2 separate regions of the Mus musculus genome follow, and region 1 is linked to region 2. A link is a contact called in public Hi-C data. All regions are on one chromosome and are shown on one strand. The core of a region is the stretch at or near the end of the contact, and the rest is flanking DNA. Distances in the headings are between cores, read along the strand shown.

What was found. Hi-C and Micro-C count contacts between places; a contact is called where the count stands out from the background.
Region 1: a Hi-C map of cortical neurons shows a contact between it and region 2, with 2.5 times the contacts expected there. The contact joins two enhancer-like sites. A contact is called at or near these places in 7 of 484 Hi-C or Micro-C datasets (Sertoli cells, cortical neurons, embryonic stem cells and 2 more) and 1 of 115 datasets of contacts at active chromatin or transcription factors (large pre-B cells).

Annotation. Positions count from the first base shown.
Region 1 is chr15:72,379,566-72,385,783 of GRCm38.p6, reverse strand. No RefSeq gene overlaps it. Among named protein-coding and RNA genes, the nearest start is that of Gm24390, 110 kb to the left of the region's middle. Within about 2 kb of position 2,958, at least 9 of the 459 cell types and tissues checked have an H3K27ac peak or open chromatin away from gene starts, as enhancers often do. A contact at or near this core is called in cortical neurons, where this site is marked.
Region 2 is chr15:72,202,644-72,208,791 of GRCm38.p6, reverse strand. No RefSeq gene overlaps it. Among named protein-coding and RNA genes, the nearest start is that of Gm23217, 50 kb to the left of the region's middle. Within about 2 kb of position 2,626, at least 21 of the 459 cell types and tissues checked have an H3K27ac peak or open chromatin away from gene starts, as enhancers often do. A contact at or near this core is called in cortical neurons, where this site is marked.

The sequences.
Region 1 (6,218 bases), core at 1,709-4,208, 180 kb before region 2:
ACTGGCTATCGAGCTCCTGAGATCTGTCTGCCCCCACTAGTCAATGCTGAGTTGTAGTCATGCATCACTTATCACATGGGTTCTGGTTATTTGAACTTATGTCTGCCTACTTTCACAGAAACCACTGGGTCAACTCCTCAGCCCATTAAATTATTTTTAAAATTGAGGTAGGTTAGTTGTTTTTAGGCAAACAGTCCACTTATATTACTATAGAGTGTAGGCAAATCCTTCATATATATTAAGAAATCAAAGGGGCTGGAGAGATGGCTCAGGGGTTAAGAGTTCTCTCTGACTGTTCTCCCAGAGGTCCTGAGTTCCATTCCCAGCAACCACATGGTGGCTCACAACTATCTGTAATGGAATCAGATGCCCTATTCTGGTATGTCTGAAGATAGCTACAGTGTAATCATAGATATAAAATAAATAAATAATTCTTTAAGAAAATCATAAAGGTTATAGGATTCACTCTACTGTGGCCTTTGGTTTGCTGCAGTGGCTTAGAACTAAAGGCACAGTATTTCCAAGATCTGCCTGTAGTTTCCAATAAGGCAGAGCTTGAACAGTGTTCTTAACACACATAAATATTTACCAATTGATATCAGTTTAAAAATCCATTTGCTTAATACAAGTGCATTATGTTAAGAGAATAACATACATTTGTTAGATTTGAACTATCCTATGTGGTGGCCTGAATTAAGGTTCCCAGAGATATCCATGCCCCAGTCTCCAAAACATGTGACTCTTACAGTTGATGGCCCAGCATCTTTGTAGCTGTGATCATGCTAAGAATATTGAGATATAGGGGATGTGTAACCTGGACATTCTGGGGTTTAGTTCACTCACAAGGTCATGGAGGAGATACAACAATGAGTTAAGAATTGTCAGAGTGGTAGCAGGGATCACCATCTGAGGCACACAGGATGCCATAAGGACCTGGGAAAGACATCCAGAGTTGGAAACTCTCAAGAGTCCACAGAAGTGAAAAATCTTTTGTTTCATCAATTTGATCTTTAAGATCCATTTCTGCATGGGCAAGATTGTTCAGTGGGTAAAGATGCTTGCCACCAAGCCCAACAACCTGAGTTCCATTTCTGGACCCAATAAGGAAGAACCAAGAACTTGGTCCTGAAGTTGTCCTTCGACTTCCAAAAGTGCTCTGCGCGCACACACACATAAACAAATAAATTAAAAAATAAATAAATGAAAGGTTGCATTTCAGGTTTCCAACCTCCAGAACCACAAGAGGTACACCATTTGGGATACATGTTCACAGCAGCCAGGGAATTGGTATGGGCTGGATAACTGTGTGGGTGTTATATCCCATCCTAGTTACCTTTCATGTCCACTGCCAAAGCCATTTAATTTGTTCCTGGTGTTCTTTCCACTCACCTCCCTCTGTATTAGAGGAGACTTTACTCTTCACCTCTGCTCACAGTGCCCTCTCTTCTGGGCCCCAGGAATGTGTGCTGTGTCCACCATGCTCTGCTGTATGCTGTAACTCATGGTGGTTTGTCCTCAATTAGAGAGAATGCCTTTGCTTCTGTTTTTAGTCAGGCTAAGTTGTGCTGACAAGCTTAAGTTTCTGTATCCTTCATTGTATGATAGCTGCTTGAACACTTCATAATGCTTATAATGTCCGATGAAGGAAAAGCTTGGCCTAGGGTCTCCCAGTCTTACAACAGCTTCCTGGGGGTGTGGGGGAGTAGGGTGGGAGATGGATGTTGCACTTTGAGGACTGTTTCCACCATTCGAAGAATGGGAAAGAAAGCGTATATGAATGACCTATCCAAATGGTAATGGTTCATCTGAGTGCCTGGATTTCTTCTGTTATGTGTTATTTGGCATGTAGTAGGTAGAGTCTGGAGTAACATCATCATTGAATACCTTGGACATCAAGTCTCTAATATGTCTTTGTGTGAGAGGAAGTTTCCCAGTTCACCATGGTGGGAATCAGGTGCATGCCCAGTGGCTTTCCTGGGAACAATCCCTGTTCCTCGGCTGCTCTTTGGGCTTTTCTCACTGCTAATTTATCTTGCATGGCTTCACCATAGTAACAGAGCTTCCAGTAGCAGTATGAGCTGAGTTATACCACAGAATTGCCTTGTGGGGGAAGACATATACCTCTGTTAAGTGCTCATCACAACCTCTAGGGAGACTATTTAGGGCATTAACCAGCATAGCCTGCACAAAGGCACACTGGGTCCTAATTTAGTTCTAGCAGAGAAACATTTTCAACTCTTACAGGGACAGGAGTGGATCTCTGGGGGCACTGTAATTGGAGATGATCAGTTGAGGTGTTCTGTGTTTGAGCTCTTCTTGTGTACTCAGGAGATGGATCAACCTGAGAAGGAGGGAGGGAGAGAGGGAGGGAGGGAGGGAGGGAGGGGGAGAGAGAGAGAGGGAGAGAGAGAGAGAGAGAGAGAGAGAGAGAGAGAGAGAGAGAGAGATCTCATTCCAGCCATTATGTGCTAAACAAGGCATATGTGTTCATGCTTACATGGCTCTTCCGCCCCCAGATGAGTCTCTCTGTCTTTCATTTCTGCTGACAGGGGTGGGTGGGGCCGGGCAGGGCTTGACTGTCTTCCTCATTTTTAGACCCAATTTCCATTTCCACAAAACCTCGAGGTTTTGGTCAAGGTTCAATTTAGGGAATTCATTGGCTACCTACTAGTAAAGGATCAAGTCTTTCTGCAAAGCTCACAATTCTTTTATTTATTTATTTATTTATTTATTTGGTATTTTCTTCATTTTTTTTGAGCTCACAATTCTTAGGGGTGAAGTTGTGAGGATTATGGGGAGCATGGAGATCTGGGAAGCTGGTGATGTTGGCATGCAGGTATATCAGAGGATCCTTGATTCACAATCGTCTCCTTAGCAAAATAATTTAATATCGCATTGAAGGCATTAAAAGCTTATGGGAGTGTGAGCACAGACATGCAATGTTTGGCTCATTTTAGATGAAAGCGGATGGATTTTTTGCATCTGTTCTTTGCAACTCATTATCCTATCCCCCACAAGTTCAACAAATTAAATCCTGGCTTGTTTCCATCTCATTAGGGATCAATTTGCATGAATTATAGGTTTGCATTATTCAGAATTCGTGTTTAATTACAAGAGTTGCATCAAGAAAAGAAAATGAGAAGCGGCAGAAGTAGCCCTCCACTGTCATGCTCTGTACACTGCTTCCAATGTCGCCTTTAATAGCCAAGATGGAAAATACCTTAGGCATAAAAGTTGGTTTGTGAGGCTAGGGAGATGGCTCCATCAGTGAAATGCTTGCTGTGTGCACATGAAGACATGGGTTCGGGTTTCCAGCATCCATGGAAAAAACATAGCTCTGTGGTGTGCACTTGTAATCCTGGAGTTGAGGAGGTAGAAGTCAGGAGGGTCCCTTGAGTTTGAGGGGTAGCTGAAGATGTGAGCTCTAGGTTCAGGGAGAGACATTATTTCAGGAATTAGAGTGAAGAATGATCGAGGAAGACCCATTGTTGACCTCTGGACTCCACATTCATGTGTACACACCTGCCCATGTACGTACAAAACCCACCCCCCTCTGTCTCTCTGTCTGTTTCTGTCTTTCTGTCTCTCTGTCTCTCTCTGTGTCTCTCTCTGTCTCTGTCTCTGTCTCTCTCTCTCTCACACACACACACACACACACACACACACACACACGATTAAAGCACTTTGGCTGAGTTCTTGGCCTTTTTCTCCGTGATGCACCCTTCCAACTTCTTTCTGCATCATTGGATGATTTCTACCTTTGGGGCCTAGTTAGCTGCCTCAATCTCCAGTGTGAAAAGGAAGTCAGTGGGAAACAGAGGGTCACTTCCCAGTTTTCCAGCTGTCTGGCTCTGCTTCCGCTCTGTGCCAAATGCTGCTCTAGTCCATTTTATATCCACAATGAGACCACAAAGCACAGCGTGTGAGCACAGCGTGTGAGACCTGGGTTGAGACTGCAGTGATTTCCCCAAACCCCCTGACATGGCAACTGAAGTGACCTGACTGAACCCATGTCTGTCCACCTGGAACAAAACCTTTGATCCTGGTTGTGTACACCTCATCCCTGGCCAGTTAGCCCCACCCTATTCTGTCTTACAGTACCTTGATTCTTTTTCCTTGTCTCCTTTATCCCAATATGGATCACTCTTTCTTTCCAGACTTTTCCTCATCAGTGAGGGGGATGTTAATCATCTATCCTGTGTTGTGAGCCTTCTGTGAAGTCACTCTTGATGAACTTACTGCTGAGCCAAGTTTCTTCTTTTACTGTCCATGCAACCAAAACCAAGGGAGGAGAAAGTGAGCGCCTAGGCTCACACAGCGGCACGGGCTCCAGCTCGGGAGCGTCACTCACAGAGTTGGCTCCTCAGTCGTCTTTCCTGTCTCGTTTCTCACGTTGACCTGTATAGATGACAGCCAGATGCTTCCTACTCCAGATGATGTCCACAGAGGGACAAGGAGGGACCCTCAAGAGATCTCAAGTGCCATTATTTGGCTGTAATATCAAATGCAACCATCTGGACATGGCTCTAAACCAGGCAAGCTTGGTGTCTGTATTGCCTTATTAACATAATGAAGTGCCTGGTACCTCATGTCCCACATTCCTCCCCTTATTGTTTTAAAAACATTTTGTTCTTTTCAGTTCGAATGAATCTATTTTCTTATGGGATTAAAAAAATTGTCAAGAATGAAACCAACACAGAGTTTTTTTTTAATTTATTTTTTATTAGGTATTTTCCTCGTTTACATTTTCAATGCTATCCCAAAAGTCCCCCATACCCACCCACCCCCAACCCCCTACCCACCCACTCCCCCTTTTTGGCCCTGGGGTTCCCCTGTACTGGGGCATATGAAGTTTGCAAGTCCAATGGGCCTCTCTTTGCAGTGATGGCCGACTAGGCCATCTTTTGATACATATGCAGCTAGAGACAAGAGCTCCGGGGTACTGGTTAGTTCATATTGTTGTTCCACCTATAGGGTTGCAGTTCCCTTTAGCTCCTTGGGTACTTTTTCTAGCTCCTCCATTGGGGGCCGTGTGACCCATCCAATAGCTGACTGTGATCATCCATTTCTGTGTTTGCTAGGCCCCGGCATAGTCTCACAAGAGACATATTTCTTAGAAATGGGAACAAAACACCCATGGAAGGAGTTACAGAGACAAAATTTGGAGCTGTGATGAAAGGATGGACCATCTAGTGATTGCCATATGCAGGGATCCATCCCATAATCAGCTTCCAAACGCTGACACCATTGCATACACTAGCAAGATTTTGCTGAAAGGACCCAACATAGAGTTTTAAAGAAAAGTGCATTATCGCATTCATCTGAGCAAACGGTCCACCACTTTTGTGATCTTTAACATGGCTTTTTGTCTTTGTGACCACACCTCATATTTCATAAACAGTGGTGCTCACCCACGGGTACTTCACACATGCGATCTTGATGCCTCTTATGGGCTGAACTGAGATGCTCAAACTCTAGACGTTGAGGTCCGAAGTCCTAGCACTTTAGAATGTAACTGTCCTTAGAGACAGCACTTTACAGAGATAGCTAAGCTCAAATGAGGCTGCAGGCATGAGCCCCAGTTCAATCCGGTGTCCTTATTATAGAAAGAGGAAATTTAGGTAGAGACAAGTGTGGAAGGAAAGCCATGTAAATACAGGGGCAGGGGGAGAACATACCCATCTCGGGCTAAGAGAGTAGACACCAAAGCCACCACCCCTAGGCAAGTCACCACTCCTTGGCACTAGGGTGTCAGGCTCACAGTCTCTGGATGATCAGAAAATAAATGTCTGTTAATTAATCTACTCAGGATGTGGAACTCTGTTTGACTGCCTTAGCAGAATAGAGCACTGGGCTCTGAAGATGGACTTTCACAGCATGCTTGTGTTCTAGAGCTTGCTTTTCAAAAACCCACTTTACTGAGGCACCATTGAGATACAGAGAGGCTATGAGTCTTGAAGGCACACAGTCATGTGAATATGGGATCCTATTACCACAATGAGAATGGTTAAGTACACCTACTGTTTCTAAAAGTTCCTTTTGGTCCCTTTGTGGGCTGTTTGCTTCTTGTGTTTTGTGATAAGTACACTTAGGCCCCATCCTCTCACACACATAACACAGTGTTGATAGACACAGGCTCTTTGTTAAACAGCAGCTCTCCAGAATTCGTTTACCTTACATAACTATAATTCCATACCCATTTGAACAACTCGCTCATC
Region 2 (6,148 bases), core at 1,377-3,876:
CAGGGTATGTGCTATTTATTGGTGTTCCTGAGGAAGAGGGCAGCCCACTGGGCATACTGGCCTTCAATTTCCCTACCCAGCTTTTTCCTTGCCTCAGTGGCTGTAGTAGGGAAGACACTTTCCTTCAGATACACATGGGTACCTCTACTCCTTGTGTGTTCCCTTCCTCTTCTCTTTACTCTTGGGACCAACTCTGCAGTCATCTCAGTTTTGCTTTGTTACCACATGCAAAGCACAGGCACCCACCAATATGGTATTACCTCTGCACCCCTGCAACCAAGGCACACCCTATTCAAGTTTTCAGTACATAATTGCTGGTACTTTTCGGCCCAGGCCCCACTGCTGTTTTCCCTTGCACTTTGGTAATCTCTTCAAAGCCAGGTTTAAACCCAAGCTCTATGGAGTCTTCTCAGTTGATGATTTGGGGTGAGTCACTCTTCACTCTGGGCCTCTGCCAAATTTCCAATTTCCTCAACTTGGAGGGGAGGGCACTTTGTGCTTCATCTTTACCCAGATGAACAAATGATCTCTCCACCCCCAGCTCAGCCACGCTATGGCCTCATTGATTGGTCTTGTCCACCCTCAGCCCAGGCAGGGAGGTGGCAGGCAGCGATGACTCATCACAAGAGGGGACTTGTAATGAGCTCCTTTGCTGGACGTCACTCCAGCCCTGTTGCTATGCACTGGAGAAATTCACCAGGATGACATCTGACACCTAAAGGAATTGTTACGATTTTGGTTTTCTGTTAACAACCTGTATTTTGCTAATTATGGATGTTATTGTCCTATGTTAAACCAACACAAGGTATGAAGATGCATGATCTCTAATTCCTCCACCAATGCTCTGAAGGCATTCATGTGACTGCCTTTCAAGGACCAGGATATTGCAGATTAGAAAGTTGGCAGAGAGCCGTGTTGCTTTCTGTGGTCTGTACTGTCACCGGAGACTATGCTAAGGTCCGTGGTATGTGCTGATACTGGAGACCATGTGCAAGTCTTCGATCTGTGTTTCCATTTATGGTAAAGGGCAAGGAAGTTACTTTTACCATGGTACTGATGACTGTAGACTCAGGTAAAAGAAGGCCTATATGACAACTCCATACACTCTCAAAGGTAACAGCCTAAACAGAAAGCAATCAAAAAGAACTTTTTGTGATTAAGATGCTAAAGTGAGGCTCTTCACAATTAATGACTCTGGTATGGGGTGTGTGGGGAAGGAAATGGTTTTCTTTAAGACTCTGGCCACTGGGAGTTTGATCAGGCCCCGTGAGTATCTGACAATATAAATTGGATTTCTTTTTTCCTTCTTTCTTGGGGGTGGAGGGTGTCACAGGGGTAGAGGGGCAACAGACTGGGATATGGATATGATGGGATGCATGATGAGAAATTCTCAATAATCTATAAAAATATTATAAAAAGAGAGAGTAGAGATTTGTGGATGTGCCTCAGCACAGCCTACACAGCAAAGCAGGTGATTGCTGTTAAAGTAAGAGTGAGCCAGAAAGCCCACTGAGTCGCGTTATTGCTTTCCAAGTGAAAATGAACCTAAGATTTAGAGAAAGGGAGCAACAAGTCCAATCTCAAGGTGAGACAGCAGGGTGAGGATTCGGTCTTCCAGCTCACTCCAGAGACAAAGTGCAGTATAGAGTCTCCTGCTAGGGTCTTCATTTTCTCTCCAGAAATATGTGCTCAGGGTCCCCAAGAAGCTAGCCCCTCTGTGTTTAGCATTCACAGTCACAGGAATCCCAGGGGAAATCTGACTCAACATTTTGATGCAGACAAGATCACACTTCTCCAAAGTCCCCTGCAATCTAAGCTGGGGAACCAGTAGAGAAGAGATCGTAGGTCTAGATCGAGCTGGTGAGAAGGGTCTGCCTTTTCACGCTTTATTATTATTATTATTATTATTATTATTATTTTAAGCATGACATTTTCAGTCAGCCTATGAGTTTTGACCAATTTCCTTTTTCTCATTGGACACCAGTTAGAGTTACTTTCTATCCTCAGTAATTCCAGCCTGACCCTGGTGTGAGACTTGCATATTCAGAGACTTGCAGGATACAGGAGGTGAATATCTGAAGCATATCATGAGTATATCAGCCAGACTTGTAATTTCCATGGACTGACTGTAGACTCAGCAAGCAGCAGGTGTCTAGGTTCTGCAGCAAGATCAGTCTTGACAACAGTGCTGGCTTCTCATTCAGGTTCAAAGCTTCCTTATTTGGAAGGCCACAAGACAGAAGTATGATTGGCACCAGTGTGAATGTAGAAAAGATGGAAAGCCCAAGGCAGAGCACGCAGCAAGCCCACTGTCATGGTGGCTCTGGCTGACGTTGCTCTAGTGATTTCACTGTTCAACCTCAGAAGGATGTTTAAAGCTTGGTTATAAAAAAAATCTCAGGTGGACGCTGGGGTCATCTGTTTGATGGGTGGCTGAGTCACTCTGCTGAAGAGCACAGCGGAGGGCGGGTTCTGATGGACTATAAAACCTGTGAGTGGGAAGAGACGTGGGCTGGTTTTGTTTTTCTAAATTGCGCTGTTTCCACCAAGTTCTGTTTCCATGAATCCGAAGAGGCTTTTTCAGAGCCGGGCTTGGAGGCAGCTGCAGAACCAAGCAGCCATCTCTTTCTGGCCACACAGTGCCCTCTGGTGGCCGAGAGCCTGTGCATTGGCGGCTCCTGCATAGAGGGGATGCAGGCCAGCTTTCTAAGGCTCTCTGGGCTATTTTGCTTCTTAGTAGGGGAGCTCTGGGAGAAAAGAGCAAGGGCACAGAAAACACAGAGCAGGATAGAGCAGTGTTGCTGACTTGGGCGATTAGCTGCAGTTCCTTGCCTTTTCTCAGTTCCCTGTTAAAGTAGGTGAATGGCTGAAGTACCTCTAGAATTGTCTGATACATCTGCATTTTAAGCAACCGTTCTCTGCTACATGAATTTCCTAGAACTGAAAAAAAAGATTGTGGTTATTGTTCTTTTCATAGGTGTTAGCTAGCTGCTAAAAGTGGAAGCTCACAGATCTCTACCATCTCTGCTTTATTCCCTAGCTCAAAAGACCCAGAGCGGGGAAACAGCAAAGCAAGAAAATAATGATTTCAGTTGCTGCACTGACATTGAACGTTTAAAATTTTAAGACCTTTGAGTTGATGCACAGTAATTGTGCATATTATGGGGTATTGTGTGATGTTTTATACATGTGGGCAGAGTCTAATAAATCAGGGTAATTAGCATATCCGCCTCTAGCAGTTATCATTTCTTTGTGGAGAGAACATTAAACATTTTTTCTCGTTTGAGCTATTTTGTATTCCTCTAAACTAGTCATGCAGCGTTCTCATTACTATTCCAGGCTTGCTCTGTGGAGAGCCACGGAGTTAATAGTTCCAATAACCACACCCAATCCACAGGGCACATCAAGGACTGAATCACATAAGCAGAGTCCTCAGGGGAAAACAGGAAACTGTTGAGGTCCCGTTTACCTCAAAAGGATAGCTAGGAAAGGATACTGAGGGCGACAGTCTGATGGTACTGTACAATGCCAAGTTATTTTAAGCAAATAATGCACACAAGCATCTAGAAGTAATAAAACCACAGGCAGAAATTATTAAGGAGTTTTCAAAGAACACAAGAGATGAAAGTAGGGTAGTGGTTAGTAGACCTACCAGCCAGATGGACAATTAAGCAGCTATTTAAAATTAGAATAGGAGGCATGATGGTGGAGACAGGCAATTGTAAGACAAACCCATGGGCAGAGTGCAAAGTGGCAGGCACTCATACCTAAAGAGGATGCGCACATCACCGACAGTACCAATTTATAAAGATGACATTGAATTAGGACTGTCCTGTCTTATGCTGACACAAAAATGAAGATTTCTTTTATAAAGATCTCTACACAGTTTAAGGTTTATCTTTCTCTGTATTAAAATGCAAAGGCTCAAGCTTATTCCCGGCTGTGCAATATGAAATCAAGGTGAGGCATAGCTTCAGAAGGCCTATTTTGAGGGGCAGTTGTTTGTGCTCAGGCCTGAACTGGTGACAGAGCTCCTGAAGATTAATAGTTAGGGAAGTTTTAGCAGTCACTGGAGATGAAGTATCCAGGGTATTAGGGGGGGTTGTGCCTGCTAAGTACATAGACTTGCTGTATCCATCTTGCTGTTGGCCCAACTAACCCTTTTGAACAGCGTCCCAACAGCACCCACCCAAAAAGCGCCCCATGAGGATTATGTAGGCTAAAGGTTTAGAAAAAAAAATTGGGAAAGTTCATAGAGCCAGCTGCTTAATATCACTCCCATCATGGTAGTTGCTTTCATGCAAGAGGCTACAAGATGTCCCACAAAATTTGAATTTTAGAATAGGAGTTCTCTGTGGCTCCCTGGGAAGATGAGAGGCAAACATGGAACTGGAGAACAGAGATTTAAAAGAAAAAAAAAGCAACAAATTCTCCACCCATATTTGAGGGTGGGTGCTGGTTTTACCAACAAACCAGGGTTGTTGTTTTTTTCCCTCCAGCATCTCTACCCTAGGCACATGACAGTAAATATGACATTACACAGTCTTTATATTTTCATTTCACACCCATGACACTGAAAAGAAGAATCCAGCAAGCAAATGAACATAGCCTTCTGAGTCCGCCGACTGGGCAACAAACAGTACCAGAAACTGCATAGCCATGAGTCTGTTGTCTTTTATCTTTTGTTTCACTCTTCACCAGGCCCATAAAGCTAGCAGAGGACGAGTGGGCTGAAGAACCTCTGAGTGGAAAATGTAGCCAGAGCTGCGCTCTGTCCCCAGAGAGCTTCTTTCCTGTGGGCTCTCAGGATGCTGTAAAGCAGAACAGCAGCATCGCAGTGCAGCTTGCATGGTGTTTGAGTATTCCACGGCTGAGGACAGAGGTTTTAACAGGAAGACATATAAATGGCTCACCAAGCAAATGAGAAAAACAGTAGGGGAAAGGCCATGCAAGGCCCAAATCAGCTAATGCTGTGTAGGCAATAGATACTGTCAATCAACTGAGGACATATGCCCCTGTCCCTCAGATCTCAGACAAGTATGGCTCTGAATACATTTACTCTAATTCAAATGTGATTGCTAATAATGTCAACCTAACAGGATTTGTAATACCCTAAGAGACAAGCCTTTGGGTAGGTCTCCTTTGGGTTTACTGGAGTGGGAAGACCTCCCCTGGATGTGGATCCTACCATCCCATGGCCTGAGATCCCAGACTGGAAAGGGGAAAGTTAGCTAAGTAAGAGAATTCACCTCTCCCTACTTTCTAACTGTAGATATAATGTGCCCTCCTGTCTCTCCCACCTTGTTGGGAATAACCCGTCCCTTGTTTTGGTCAGGTGTTTCACCACTTCAGAGAGAAGAGTGATGATACACCAAGTCCAAAGTGACAGAAGTTTCCTTGTCTGATTCCCAAGTCTCATTCACTATCTCCAAGTCAGAGGAAAGGTGGCAGCATGCTTACCATTTGTGGCTATTGCTGCCAGTGGCCAAGTAAACTTTCAGAAGCTGAAAGGTTCAAGGGTAACACTGGCATCAGCTGTATGGTAGCAACTTGAGAAGCACTGGGCACCCTCTTTGTTTCCATTGCCCACAATGGTCAGAGGTTTACACTTTACTCAGGTGCCTTTATTTCAACTGATGAGGTTGTATCAGAAAAGCAAAAGCCATTTATATTCCAGAAGTAACATGGGTTGCACTGGTATTTATTGAATATGTAGAGTGTGTCAAACTTCTGCAAGATGCTGCGTAGAACAGAGAAAGTAAGTTTGCTCTGTTCAGTAGTTACTATGATAAAACCAAGGCTCGATGTATCAGGTTGAGAAGTGTTTAAGGAGGACGCTACTCTTGCAAAGGACTAGAGTTTAGTTCCTAGCATCCAAACTGTATGGCTTGCACTTACACTTACAGTGATGGCCTCTGTGAAGCTGCCAGTCACTCCAGCTTCACAGGATCTAATAACTCTGTACATTCCTGGACACCAGAACTCACACAAACATATAGTTCCAATACACAGATAAAAATAAAATAATTTTAATGGGAAGAGGATGTAGTTCTGACTCCTGCCTGGCAGGTTCTCTCCTCTGCCACCATGGGTCTAGTGTAGGAAACACAGGGACTGGTGAACTGAAATTCAAAGAATAAAGGGATGT